2 separate regions of the Pan troglodytes genome follow, and region 1 is linked to region 2. A link is a contact called in public HiChIP or PLAC-seq data. All regions are on one chromosome and are shown on one strand. Each heading gives the region's core, a stretch centred on a gene start, on an enhancer-like site or on the middle of the called end of the contact. The rest is flanking DNA. Distances are from core to core; before and after follow the strand shown.

The links. HiChIP or PLAC-seq counts read pairs in DNA pulled down with a chosen protein or histone mark.
Region 1: a contact with region 2 is called in an H3K4me3 HiChIP or PLAC-seq map of stem cell-derived excitatory neurons, with 2.5 times the contacts expected there. The contact joins the promoter of SESN3 here to the promoter of LOC738544 in region 2. A contact is called at or near these places in 1 of 7 Hi-C or Micro-C datasets (stem cell-derived neural progenitor cells) and 1 of 1 datasets of contacts at active chromatin or transcription factors (stem cell-derived excitatory neurons).

The regions. Positions count from the first base shown.
Region 1 is chr9:97,339,951-97,347,250 of NHGRI_mPanTro3-v2.0_pri, reverse strand. It overlaps SESN3 (sestrin 3), which reads left to right and starts at 2,767. Exons shown (of 11, transcript NM_001280335.1): 1 at 2,767-3,137.
Region 2 is chr9:97,171,078-97,178,597 of NHGRI_mPanTro3-v2.0_pri, reverse strand. LOC738544 (serine/arginine-rich splicing factor 8) reads right to left here and starts at 5,850. Exons shown (of 2, transcript XM_009424020.5): 1 at 3,089-5,850; 2 at 1,767-2,616. The coding sequence starts at 4,044. The coding sequence ends at 3,196.

The DNA of each region.
Region 1 (7,300 bases), core at 1,518-4,017, 170 kb before region 2:
AAGAGGCAAAATGTTAGAAAGTGACCTATTGTCTCAAGAAATGGAGTTTTAAAAATATCTTTAGTAACTGATTTTTCTCAATTAACTCCTTATTTTGAAACTATAGAGGAACTCAGTTCTTTGGTCAATAGAATGAGAATATTTAAAGAAGTAAACAATTTCAAGTCCAAAGTCACAGCATATTATTAACAGGGTAACTTCAATCAAACGTGCTAAACACAAAAATTTTCCTTCAACCCTTCCTACACCTCCAGTTTGTGGTAACAACTTTCATTTTATAAAAGAGAGAATGATGCTCAACCCATAATAGTTAATACGTTCAATGTCAGAGAAGGATTGGTGACAGGTAAGAACATGAACCTAATCTCTCTGCTTCAAAGCAGTGGATTTTTCTGAACAATTCAATTCGCATTTATTGGGGGGCTTTTATAAAGAGTGAAATTCATTACTTTCTCCAAAACTTTTTTTGAGCACTTCCCTATCAGTTGAGCTAGGAGCCAAGGATACAAAGTAAACGTTACTCTATCCCTGCCTTCAAGGGGTTTGAAGTCTAATGAGAAAACAGGAGTTAAACCTATCATTTCCCTAGTGAGCTTTTTGGTAAAGAAGAGGTATAGAGGGGCACTATGGATGCTTGGACAAGTGCTTGATTCGGGAAGTGTTTCAACAGAAGATATTCACCAGGCAGAAGGAAGAAGGGAAAGGGATTAAGGTAGAGGTAGGTGGAATACTGATGGGCCTTATGCAGAATGATAGCTTTCAAATGATTGCTCTCACCTGTGTTCTTATTCAAATCTTTCCACAAAATATTATAGCAAGTTGCACCATGAGCCTTAAGACATATGTATACCCTTTTACTCAGAAATTCCAGGCCTAGGAATCAGAGATGCTGCCAGAAACTTAAGTATGAGGAAGTTTATTTTGTTATTTACAATCATGAAAAATCTGAAACAACCCACATATTAAACAATAGCATAAGGATTAAGTAAGTTATGGTACATCCAAGCCATGTGATTTTATGGATTCTTTGCTTAAAAAAATTACACTTTAAAAGAATAATCCAAAACAAGCAACATGATTATGAGATAACAGTTTTGAAATGATGTACAATGTTTAATGAAGTATCATCCTAATTTTGTAATAAAAAATTAAAAAGTAGTTATCAACATTGGTTGTAATTTTCACTCATATCCTACTTTTCTAAAGTTCTTTCTTGTTTTAAACATACCAGACAACAAAAGGGGTGGAGTTTCTCCTTGTTCTATGTGCAATAAAAAGAACTGGCTTTTGTTTCTTTTCCTCTTAAGTGTGATCCTGGGTTTGAAATAAAATTCCCTTTATAATATTCAGGCTGGCCAAGAAAGGAAGGAAGGTCAGGTGAAGAATGGAAGAGAAAGGAGATGTCCAGAAACTGAACATTTCCATGAGAGAGGAGAATAACTATGATGGGAATGAGGGTGTGAGGACAGATCAGAAAGGGTGGCTGCTGTGTTAAGAATAAGGTACTGGCATTGAGTAGTTGAGGGCAGAACATAAACACATACATAATGGTTCACTGTAAGAAATGTCACAATGTAATACATGATTAACTTCCAAATAAATAGCACTACAGACAATACATATTATAATAGTTTGGAGGAATTTGGTGCAGAGAGCCATCATATGGTCAGATACATGTATGTGACCATGTATTATTGAAGATATTCATCTACTAAAATCTTCCTTTAGCGATCTTTGTTAGAGGGTGTTATTGTATAGGACTAGATTCTCTCGGCTTTCCTTTCTGGAGGATTTAGTTACTGAAGAAATTAAAGGAACTCATTTCGAAAGGATTTTAGCTGTCAAGTGAAAAAAGAAAAGAAAAGGTTATAAGAAGAATGTGCTAGAAAACAATATGAATTTAAAATTCTATTTGAGAAAATTCAATCTGCACAAAAATTCACTTCATCCTTCAATTTCTCCTTTCCTTTAAAATATACTCAAATAAAATCTGCTTTAAAAGCCAGAACCAGCCAGGAATATAGCCCAAGAAATTTACCACTAAATGGGGACACATATGTGTTTCTTAGAAAAACTGTGCCTTGCTGACTTTCTCCCTGCATTTCTTGGTTCTCTGCATCGAAGGGCATGTGGTAATTCCCTCCTTTTCTGAATTTACTTGCTTTTACAGTTTCTTCTAACTGAATCTTAAGCACCTTCCCCACACCATTCATTGCTCTTTAGTTATATATGTCTACACAGCATCAAGCGACCTTTAGCTAACACTGGCTAAATAGATCAACACCTTTACCCAACTACATAACTTAGACCCTTTTGGGGTTTTCTACTCTATTTTGATCTATTTAAACCTGATACTAGCAGATTTCCATTACCTTTGTTTCTTGTGTAGACTTGGTTTATATGTGTTGGTCTCTAAAAAGGGACAGAGAGGAGACAGCTGTTGAGAAATGAGAATGGCAGTTTTAACCGCACAAATTGGTCTAATAGCTTTGATATGCTAAACTTGCTAGCTCCTCCAAGTGTACCTTTCCGATTTTGCATAACACCACCCTGAATCCCTAAGGAAACCAGGGTTGTTTTTTTTTTTTTTAATTAAAAAGAAAAGAAAGAAATGCAAACCAGTGAAACCGTTCTTTTAAATCATCTCCACATAGATTTCATTCTACGAACTTCAGGCCTTCACAAATCCTGGTACGCTGGAGACCTTTAAAAAAGGAGAAGCCGAGAATACTGATTAGGTTCTAAAAATCGAAAACAGGTGATGTCATAATGCACAGTCCTGTGGCCACGGCCATGGCCGGGTGGGGAGCTGGGCTCCAGTGAGCACAGAGCTCCTTGCCAGTAGGCGATGCAAGTTATCTCTGGGGCCCGGAGGACACGAGTGAGGACCGGGCACCAATCAGGTTCTCGCTCTGCGCCGGCCTTTGTTCTCACTCTGGAGCAGGTTGCGGGCGTCTAGCATCGGGAACCCGCATTCGACTCGGACGCGCATTGCTAGCCCCTTCGGGAGACCTGGCTCCCCTACCCGTCTGTCCCCCCACACTCGGTCAGCCTGCGCTTTCCCCAGTCAAGTCTGCCTTCTCTCCGCAGAACGTGGACGCTAAAACCCTGACTTACCATTTTAAGCTTTAGAAGAGGTAGGTTTGTCCCAATAGTTTTAAACGGCAATTTGTTCTCTGAACCTTCCTTTCTGAGCAGGGCGCTGTGCTCTGCATGTATCCGAACAGCTGCCTCAGGAAGGTCTTTTGGGTGAGAAAACAAGCCCCTTTGGCCTTTTAGTGCTGGACAAGTAAATGAACTTACATCTCTAAGATAACTGCTAGAAGGTGCTTCACAAACAAGAGGAAACCGCTAAACCAGAGGTTTTGTGTCTCTCCCCTCAAACTCGATTACTTGCGTAAATATATATATAACTCAGACATTTATCCCCTATCCGCCTCCCAAGCCTCAAGTAACTGAAATCTTTGCAAAACAAGGTTCACAATAAATGATGCGTAAAGTTCTTTGAGATCCCTGGATACAAAGTGCTACATAACTGCAGTCTTCTTTACAGCTAAAGTTAGATTTTGGTGGAGAGAAAGCCTAACCACTGCCCTGAAGGAAGGAACATTTAATCCTCCCACTCCCCTCCCCCTTTCTCGAGAGATCAGGAAATATTTAGCTCAATCTTAGACTCTCTAGCGAGCTCTAGCTCCCAACTATTTATCTCATTCTCCTCACCACTTCTGCAGGGACCTGGAGAAGGGGGCGTAGCTTATCTTGGGGGTGGGGCTTGGAGGGCAGTATATTTGCATATGACACACCCTCGTCCTCTTATTGGCAGAGGAGAGCAAACTGTTCCCTGCTACCCTACTACTTAGCTAACCGCCATCTCCCTTCAGTTCCGAGCCTCGGAGATAAACTTAACTTGCCCGGAGATTCAAGGCTTCCTCGGCCCCTGCGATTGGCCGGCGCGACTCCCAGTCGGGCTCTCGTTGCTCATTGGCTGCGGGCTAGCGCCCTGGGGGCGTAGCCGGAGCTGTCCGATTGGCGGGAGGGGCGGTACCGGAGCGTGGAGGTGGTGAAGGTGGTGGGGCGGCGGAGGCGGGGCCGCACTGAGGCGCTGCGGCGGCGGCGGTGGCGGTGGCAGCGGTGGCGGCTGCTCGTCCTAGCCTGGCGGGGGCGGGGGTCTGGAAGATGGGGGCGGGTGGAACAACGGGCCGGTGAGGAGCAGCCGCCGCCGTCTCCGCCGTCGCTGGGGCAGCTGCCGCGGTGGTCGCCTCTGGCAGTGCCGCTAGCTTTCAGGCAGTCGCCTCTCCTCCCGACATCCCGCCTTGAGGAGGCTGAGGCGGAATCGCGGCTGGCGGCGGGGGGACGGACCGGCCCTGCAGTGGCCGCAGTGACAGCCCGGACCCGGCCCTCCGCCCGCTCTCGCCTCGGCGCCCGCAGCCACGATGAACCGGGGCGGCGGCAGCCCGTCGGCCGCCGCCAACTACCTGCTCTGTACCAACTGCCGGAAAGTGCTGCGGAAGGTACGGGTTCGGCCCGGGGTCCTGCCGGCGAGGGTCGCTTCCTGCCGGCCGGGGCTCGGGCGGCTCGTCCCCGGGCGCGCACTGGGGGAGGCTGAGAGGGATCCCCGGGCACCGTCCCTCCGCAGGGACTGAGAAAGGGGGCGTGGGTTGAGGGCAGGAGGGTTTGGACTGCTGCGGCTTTTTATTTCCGCCGGGACAGACCCAAGTCTGGAGGGGTTGGGATATTTTTTCTTCCCTTGTTCCTTTTATTTGGTGCCTTTGCTCTCCTTTACGGCTCATTTCCCTACCTTGCTACCCCGGGTCGGCTCCTTGGGCGGAGGGCGGGAGGGATCCGTTCGATCCTCCTCCCTGTGCAGTTTAGCTGTTGATGGAGGTCGGTGTGAAATCAGAGCAGCTGGGTCGGATCCCGAGGAACCTGGCCCCTCTTTGCTGTGGCTAACTCTTGCGAGTGTTGTTTTTGTTTATTCGGTTGCTTCTGCCTTGCGCGCCTTGCTCAACGCCCCCCGTTTTCAAATTGTTTGGATGGTAGTCCTGTGTCTGTAGTTCAGTCTCGAAAGGAACCAGTAAAGCATCTTGAACTTTATGCCCATGGGAAATGCAATTCGACCTGGCCAGTTCCTGAGGCTGGGGTTGGGGGAGGAGAAGACTGAGGTGGATGTGGGTTATTCCTCCTTAGCACCCCCCTCCCCCCGTGTTGATCCAGAAAAATGAGGCGCACCATCAGTTTATTGCTGCTTCCTAGAGTGACTGATAGAAAGTTTACTCCAGTATTGTTTAGCTTACTTGGCTTAATCGCCCCGTGGGGAAGGGCGAGAGGGATGGGGAAGGGAATGAAAAAAAGGTCTCTAGACTTTTTGATCAGATTTTAACAGCTGCCCCAAAGTAATATTATAATCAGTTTATTCGTATTCAAACTCTATTTTTACATTTTATTAAGTGGAAACGTTAGGTGAGACGCTTCTGTTTGTTCACTACAAATGAATTAAAATTGCTGAGCTGTGCAAATGCATCGGGACTGAAAGCGGAGATGAATATGGTACCGTTTTTAGTCAACATCTCTAAATACGGTTCACTTTGGGATTGTTCTTTCTACATTTTTTTTTTAAAAAGGAAGAAAGAAAAAAGCACATAAGTAAGCAAGCTCAAATATTTGCGCTCTTTGTCCAAAAACTGTTTTTCTTCCTCTGTGGGTCAGGCCAAGTGCCAATCAAAGTTGTTTTTCAAGCCTCTTTTCCCTGCAGTAGGGCTGCTGCTTTTTTTTTTCTTCCTATTTTATTTGAGAGCGTGAGAGCAAAGGGATTGCAGATTTGAGGTTAATTGAACAGTTAAATATGCCTTAAATTGTGTTTATTGGATATGTTTCTCTTGAAACAGATTTTTATTAAATGTGCATGTTGAGTATGTGCAGTTATTTTTTTCCATAAACTCTAGGATCAAATTACAGTTGATACTTGCTCAGCTCATTGTAGGGTAGCTTGTGAGAAATGTAATGGATCAGAAGTGCAGATCAGCTTAGTTGAATGTTAACTCTTTCACTGCAGGGCCAGATGTCATCTGAACTTAGCTTTCAAAAAAATTTATTTCTTAATTTTTAAATTGATGTTATGTCTTTGACATGAAAAAATGTGTCATTTAAGACATGTTTGATTAAAGTGCAGCCTGGTTAAAATGACAGCAAGTTATGTTTTTTAATTGAATAAGGAAAAAGAGCACTGTATTGACTTTGATAAAAAAATTTTTTAATGGCTCTGGCAATTTGTTAGGCTAATAAAATGTTTGGAGGTAATATTAGGCTTCAAAATGTATTTCATTTTTCTTTTGAGAGAGCTATGGCTATGGATCCATGACACTTTGCTAGCATTTAAGATATTACATCTTTCCTTTAGCTTTTAGGAAACTATTTCTGTTTACCTAGAAAGAACATCCTCATTTCTAGCCATTATTAAAAGAAACGTGGAAAAAGAGTATTCACATTTTCGTATTTTATAATTGCTGAGCACATCTCTGCCAGTATTCCAGTTTTTAGTAACTCCAAGGTATTTAATATTGATTCATGCAGTGGCATGAAATAACTTAATGGAAATAGGATTCTTTGAGCCAGTTATAACATGACTTGGCAACATTTGCAGCTTTTTAAAGAGTGCCACTTTGAAGTGCTCTTAAGAGAATCAGTATGTAGCATTTTAAATGTTTCATCATTCTTAAAATAACAATGAAAAGTTTATTTCTAATAAAGACATGTTTTTCTTGTTGATATAACTCTAAGTTAAAAGTCATCTATAACTCTCAAAATGTGATTCTTAGAGTTTATCTTGTTTTCCATTTAATAAAGTGTTCAGTAATGTAGCCAAGTGAGTCATAGTATTTTGAATGTTTGTTCAGTCTAATTCATAATGGAAGAATGAAACTCATGCTCATCCAGTGTGAATTACTTTTGCTTTTATATTTCTATATAATGATGGAAGAAGGGTCACCTTTATATGGGACAGAAAGTGTTATTCTCTCAGTAGGTGGCTTAATTTGTTGCAGTGTGTTGAATTTTAGGGCAACTTCACAAGGAATGGAATTCACCTTCAAATGAAATAATATGGTTTAACCCGATGCCTGAATATTGAATTATATATTGTATGAGAATTACATTTATTCTTAGAAGTCCGTTTACGGTTTTGATTTAGTATCCTCCAAAATAAAGAGACTTATTAAAATATTGAATGTACCTAATTTGGTAACCTTAGGTCAGTAAAAAGAATGGAGAGGTAAACCATATCCATAAATAAATTAACCATCAA
Region 2 (7,520 bases), core at 4,601-7,100:
TCAGAATAACTAAAATAGGAAACAACCCAGATGTCCATCAATAGAACAGTAAAAACTGAATTATGATTTATTAATTAGTAAAACACTACACAGCATCAAAAATAAACTCAGCCACATGCAACAATACAGAGAATCTTAAAGACATAGTATTGAGCAAAATAATCAGTACACACAAAATTCCACTTATACAAAGCTCAAAAACAAAATTAAGCAATATTTTTAGAAATGCACTTATAAATGATGACTGACCCACTATCAAGGAAAGTATTTAACATTGCTCTGAAAGTTCTGGAAATTCTTGATTTTCCTTTCTCAATTTCTACACCCATCACCACCCCCAGTCTTCCCCAACTCACTAAACAGCACCCTCATCCGTTTAGCATTTCAAGCCAGTGAGAAGTCATCCTTAATTCTGCTTTTTCATTAATTTCCCTACTTCTAATCTATTACGTGTCTTATTAGATCTAAGATCAACATATTTCCTGAATATGTCTATTTATGTCCATTTCGAACACTACCACTGAAGTCTAAGCCATTGTCACCTTTCTTTCTGGATTACTGCAATAGCCTCACAGCTTCCACTCTTGACCACATACACTCCATTCTGCACTCAGCCCTCATAGTGATCATCATAAAGGATAAAATGGTGTGGCCAGTTAGCTCAGTTGGTTAGATCATGGTACTAATAAAATGTAAAACATGTCACATCACTCTTCTTCATGGGTTCATGTCCTCTGTGGGTCAGGTCTTCCACATGTAGAGTAGAGGTAGGGTATGTTCACACCTTCAATGACAACTACACATTTCTGCTCCAACAGTTCCAAAATTGTTCCTAGGTTTCAAAGTTGTTGTTTGTTTGTTTTTTTTCTTTTTCTTTTTCTTTTTCTTTTTTTTTTTTTTTTTGAGATGGAGTTTTGCTCTTGTTGCCCCGGCTGGAGTGCAATGGCGTGATCTCGGCTCACCACAACCTCTGTCTCCCGGTTTCAAGCGATTATCCTGCCTCAGCCTCCGAGTAGCTGGGATTATAGGCATGCGCCACCATGCCCAGCTAATTTTTGTATTTTTAGTAGAGACGGGGTTTCACCATGTTGGTCAGGCTGGTCTTGAGCTCCTGACCTCAGGTGATCCACCTGCCTTGGCCTCCCAAACTGCTGGGATTACAGGCGCGAGCCACCATGCCCGGCCACAGGTTTCAAAGTTTTTAACGTATAAAGAGTTGCTGATTTTAACATCATATTTTGGTCACGTTTAAGATGTTCTACAGATATTTTTGCTTCAAAGCTTCAAACTCCAGCTATGCCTGGGTCTCATTCTATCCCCAGAAATTGACAATGCTTCCCTACCTTAGGGCTGCCCCGTCCCCGTCCCACTCGGTCCCATTTAATAAATATAGCTCACCTCCCTTCGCCACCTGCTGGACGCGAGGGGCTACTACGATGCCATGGGTGTCCTGATTTTTTATTTCTCAGACAGGACTGCTCTGTGTGTGTCTTTGGATTCTACGTAGATTTATATTTGTAAAATATTACATTTGTCATGACCAGAAGAAATGTCATTATCGTAAAATTTAGATTCTGGAGTCTATATATGAAAGCAATACTAACTACTAACTGTTATAACAACAAAATGTGGGATGTATATCTACAGACCACAGCCACCTTGCCAGTTCATTCAAGAATCGAATCCTGGATTTAGCAGTTTCTGCACAAAGGGAATGAAATATTTTTAATTGATAATTCAGTCAAAAATATTAGTGAAGATCCCTATGATTGAAAGAATAAATTTATTCAATTGGCTCCAGTGTAATCCTATTGTCACCAGATCATTGACACCAAATTGTTATTTTTCCCTTTGCTAGTAAAGGCATAAGCAGAAACAATTGCAAAAGAACACATAACATCTAGTAGGGATAATGATGAAAGCCAAAAATGGATTATTTGAAAATAATTTTGGAAGTAAAAAAACCATAGGTGTGAGGAAAAAAGAGAGAAACTACAAATAAACTGCATTGTGATAAAACAATAAAGGACATAGCTAAAAGCCTATTAAGGATTTTTTAAAAATTATATTTTGAGAAACACTTGGTGCTAATAATTTTCTCAAAAGTACAAATATCCAAAAGTCATACAGAAAATAAAACAACCTACTTTCCATCAAAAGTTTCTAATTTTATTTTGAGAAAAGATAACACCAAGAAAACAATTTTAACTACAGAAACAATGGTTAGCGTAAAAAATTAATAATCAAAAAGATAAACCATGTTATAAGTACTTAACAAACTTATAAACTATTTCTTCCATAACATTCTCCATATTTTAAGTTCATACATGTTGATATGATCAGATTTACAATTTTTCAGAAAAGACGGGGGAAAAGGTGTGATTATCATCAGCTAGATGTGCTCACTGCATGCTCCATTATTTATCTGCAAGGCCTGGGTGACTGGAAGTGCAGTTGACAGGCATTTTAATAAACTGGACAGCCATTTGTTCTTCAGGACAAGGCGTGTTTTCCCCAGGAGCAATCAGAAGAAAACAGGAAGCAGCTCAGCACTCTGCACTGCAACAGGCCACCTTAATAGCTAACCAGCATCACTCAACTGCTACGCAGCCGGGCCTGGTGCACAAAAACACAAAAGAGATTAGACCTGTGTTTGCTAAAACCCCAGTCCTTTCACATGAAAAATCTTTATACAAATTTGAGTCATACTACCTTTTAGACATGGAGGTAAATAAAATTATCCATATTAATTTACACCACCTTTTGTAGGTTTTTAAGGAATGAAGGCAATGTTGAAGCAATGTCTTGACAGCGTTAGGCTGTGTGTAATGGCTGCACACGTTTCCTTAAAAGTCAGGAGGCCACAAATTAGGTTACCAATCTGTTCATTTCAAACCAAAACAGTCATCACTATAGAAATAAAAATAAATTTTTGCCTCAAATATCCAAACCCAATAACGTAATCTTAGGTCGTTCACCTCCTAAGTTACAATAAAATGTGAATAACAACAAAACGGCACATAGAATGAATTTTGCCACCTGATGCAAAGCTTCAAACTGGCAAAAAGGTAGAAAAGTGTGACACAACCTTTTCAATAGGCAGCCTCTTCTTCCAGGGACGTTGCTTCCATAGACTGAGTATGTGATCCTTTTCCCCAAGTCCTCCATCACGTTGCTTCCTGATGCATCATTTTCTTAAGAGGACATCTGTCCTTCCTCTTCAGGAGACTTGGGGGGCCTCTTGGATCGCGACCTTGATTTGGATTTCCTCTTGGATACCCGGGGAGGACTCCTGGTCATAGATGAAGACCTGGACCGCGAGCGAGACCTGGAGACCGAGGAGGACTTGGATCGTCGCGCAGAGCTCGATTTGGAGGTTGATGCAGAGCGAGAGCTAGTGGAGGACCCAGACTTCGAGTGAGACCGGCTGCTGTGATATCGGCTGTAGCGAGAGTTACTGTAACCAGATGAGCTGTAGTGAGATCCGCCGTAGCGAGATTCCCTGTAGCGAGATCTGCTGTAGGGAGAGCGGCTGTAGCGCGACCGGCTGTAAGGAGATCGGCTGTAGGGAGACCGGCTATAGCGAGAACCCCTATAGCGAGATCGGCTGCGGGACCTGGAGCAGCTGGGACCCCGGGATCGGCTGCGGTGTCGCCGCCTGGGGCTGCGGCTCCGCCGCCCGTAGCTGCGGCTCCGCCGTCCGTAGCGGCCGCCTCTGGACCTGCCGCGTGGCTCTCCCTGGCGGCTGCGGGGCAGGTCCCGGCGGCCATAGCGCGCCACCTGCACCCGCAGCTCGCGTCCGTCCAGCTCCGCCCCGTCCATGGCGGCCTCGGCGTCTTGGGCGTCGCGCCGGTCGTGAAAGCGGACGAAGGCGAAGCCCCGGGGCGCCTTGGTGTGGGGCTCCCGCGGGATGTACACGTCGCCCACGCGCCCGTACTTCTCGAACACGCGCCTCAAGCTGTCGGGAGAGGTGCGGTAGGTCAGGTTGTCCACCTTGAGGGTGATCATGCCGTCCACGTCGGGAGGGGGGCGGCCGCAGCTCATGGCTCCGAGAGCAGCCCGGGCCCGGAAACTGGCGCTGCTCTGGGCGCTGACGGTGCGACCTGCGTTTCTTTCTCGCGGTTGCGCCCCGCGTGGGGACGCCGGGAAAGGCCGGGCGGAGAGGCAGGCGGCGGAGCTCCGCAGGGAGCGCCCTGGAGCAGCAACTTCCGAGTTCCCAATTTCAGGCCAAATACTCCAGGACCCAGAGGAAGGTTTCCTTTTGGTAGCTGAACTCCAAATGAAGCCAGGTCCCGAAGATCCTGGCCTTGTACCTGGGCAACATCCTAACCTAATCAGCGCCCAGCTAATGTAATCACTGGGCTGGATTTACATTAGACGTCCCACCCTCCCATGCCCCTCCCTATTATTCTACGTTTTAAACCAATCTTAAGAACAAAGCTAACTGATTAAAGGTCAATTTATGGGAACAGGCAATCCAGACAAATATTAAACAAAAGAAACCTAGGGCAACAATATTAATATCCAGTGTATTGATAGGATCAAAGGAGCACATTTTATAGTTATTGAAAAAGAAAATTCACTAGGAAAACATTACAGTGATGAACTTAACGCACCTAAACACATAACAGTGACACATAGCCAAGACTGAGAGTTATAAGGTAAAACTGAAAAATCTGCACTCATGATGGAAGTTTTTTTCCCCGTAACACCGTTTTCTCAGAAAACAATAGTGCAGAGAACAAAACTAGTAATGCTATAATAATTTGCACAACAAACAACAATTTTGATCATATAACCTGCAACAACCAAAAATATATAGAAAACACTCAGAAGAATTTCCCAATACAAGACTACAAAATAAATGTCAATTAAAATGTAATAGGTCAATAAATTCAGCACATCTGGACCGCAGTGAAATAATATTGAAGGTTAAAAATAAAAAACCTGAATCCAATCATATTTACTTGAAAATTAATAACCACATTTCTAAAACTTTTTTTATGTTGAAGTCAAGCAATTAGTAAAACAAAACCAAAACAAAAAATAAAACATTAAAATAAAAATAGAATTACAAATAAAAGGGACAATATGTTTTTTTAAAAGATGATTAATAAAACTGAAATCTAACACTTTTAAAGAAAAAAACAATCTAGCAATACTGATGAAGAAATACAGTTTCTAAATCTGGAAAGGAAATATACAGAAAGGGCCGAGAGCATCTTGGAGTGCTGGAAAATAAGGATGTGATAAATAGAAAACAAACAAAAGCATTGATGGGGTAATTCTAGAGGGGTACAAAAACCAATAAAACAGCTCCCAATGGCCAAATCTTGAACAATTTAAGGAACAAACTAAAATACCACTATATCATATTCCAAAATATAAAATAAATATTAATCTGTGCTGTTGTAAATAAATGATTAAATAAATTAACACATTGGAGAAAAGAGAGAAAACTCTGCAGGAGAATTCTAAATTAATTAAATTAATTAAAATGTTGCTGATTTTGAAAATGTTATGTAACCTTATATACATAGAATTGTGCTTTTTATATTTTAATGTATTTTGTGTTTTATTTCCCTCATCTATGTGTTCCATGTAGCTGTACTTGATCCTGTTACCTTGCCGTAAGGCATTCAATGGTATAAATGTTTGTGCTGTTGATGGGCACTTGGGTTGTTTCCACTTTTGACCTCTTACAGTGTTGCTCAGAACACGCTTGGACATGTATACTGGAGCTCATGTGTCCTCTTAGGTATGAATGGATCCCTTGTCACAGAATACAGGCAGCCCACTGTAACCTCTGGCTTCAGCATCGGTGAATTCAGCCAACTGTGGGTAGAAATTATTCAGAAAAAAAAACAATAAAAATAAATAGAACATAATACGGTAAACAATTATTTACATAGCATTTTCATCATAATGTAAGTAATCTAGAGATGACTTAAAGTATGTTGGAAAATACGTATAGGTTACATGCGCATACCAAGCCATTTTATATACGGACTTGAAAATCCTCAGAATCCTCAGGGGTTACTAAGGACCGAACCCCATCCACCTGCAGAATATCAAGGGACAACTGTATGTGAATTCAAACTTTACCATGCCTGATTGTTTTTCAACAGTTTTTATCAATTTACACACAGGATAGCTGTGTATGAGGGTGCTCAGTGCTCTTCACTTTTGCAAACCTTTGGTGAATGTCAGACTTTTTAGTTTTAGCCAGTTAGGTGAGGGCATTAAGATTTGTTTTACCTGTGATTTCGTCCCCACACAACAGCCTGGGGTGACACAGTGAGATTTTGTCACTTAAAACTTAAAAAAAAAATTCATTTCCCTAACTGCAAATGAGAGTGAGTAATTTTTTCGTGTTCATTGGCCATTTGGATATTCTTACTCATAAGCTGCCTATTATGTATTTTGTCCATTTTTCTATTGGGTTGGCGTTCTCTGCACTAGCTCTTTATATATAATGGATATCAGCTCTTTGCTGGATATGAGTAATACAATATCAGTTCACACTCCTTGGTTTGTCATTTCTCTCTTTTTTTCATATCTTTTGATGAACAGAAATCCCTCTTTATTTCTAATAGTAAAATATTATTTAAAATAGCTAACATACCTGGTGACTATAACATGGCAAACACTGTTCGGTTTACTCTTGGTACAATAAATCATTTAATTCTTATGACCTATAAGAAAATTCTTACCTCCAATTTTCAGATGACAGAACTGAGTCATTGAGACATTAAGTCACTTGTTCAAGGCGGTAGAGCTTGACTGTTAGAGTCAAATATTTAAATGACAACCCCCAAAATGATGCCTTAAAACAAAAAAAAGACTTCTCCCTTATCAAACTGTAATATTTGAGCTGATATCAACAGTACCTCTAAGCACAGATACTGAGACCAGACACAGATACGTGTACAGTTGACCCTGGAACAATGAGGGGGTTCAGGGTGCTGAATCCCTGTGCAGTTGAAACTCCTCAAATACTTTTGACTCCTCCCAAAACTGAACTACTAAGAGCCTGCTGTTGACTGGAAGTCTTACAGATATCAACGGTTGATTAACACAGATTTTGTATGTGACATGTACTAAATACTGGATTCTTACAGTAAAGAAAACTAGAGAAAAGAAAATGTTTTTAAGAAAATCATAAGGAGGAGAAAATGTATTTACTATACTGTACTATATTTATGGATACCTTAACCGTTTACAAGATGAATAGCCTGTCTGAAATGGCTGGCAACCTCACTGCGGACCTCAATGTACACTACACATCAAGCAATTCAACATTTTCTTATACTGTCGTGACTTTTCTCTGCTTCCTGGGAACATTTCCAGCATCACTAGTGGCACTTCGTCTGGGCCCCATAGTATTATTCAAGCTTTAGGATATTGCCGTAAACATGATACTCAAGAGATCACTTTTTACTGTGATAGACAATTTACCAGAGAGAAAAAAGTTGCTCAGGCAGAGATGAGCATCTCTGCAGCATTTTAAGAGTATACTC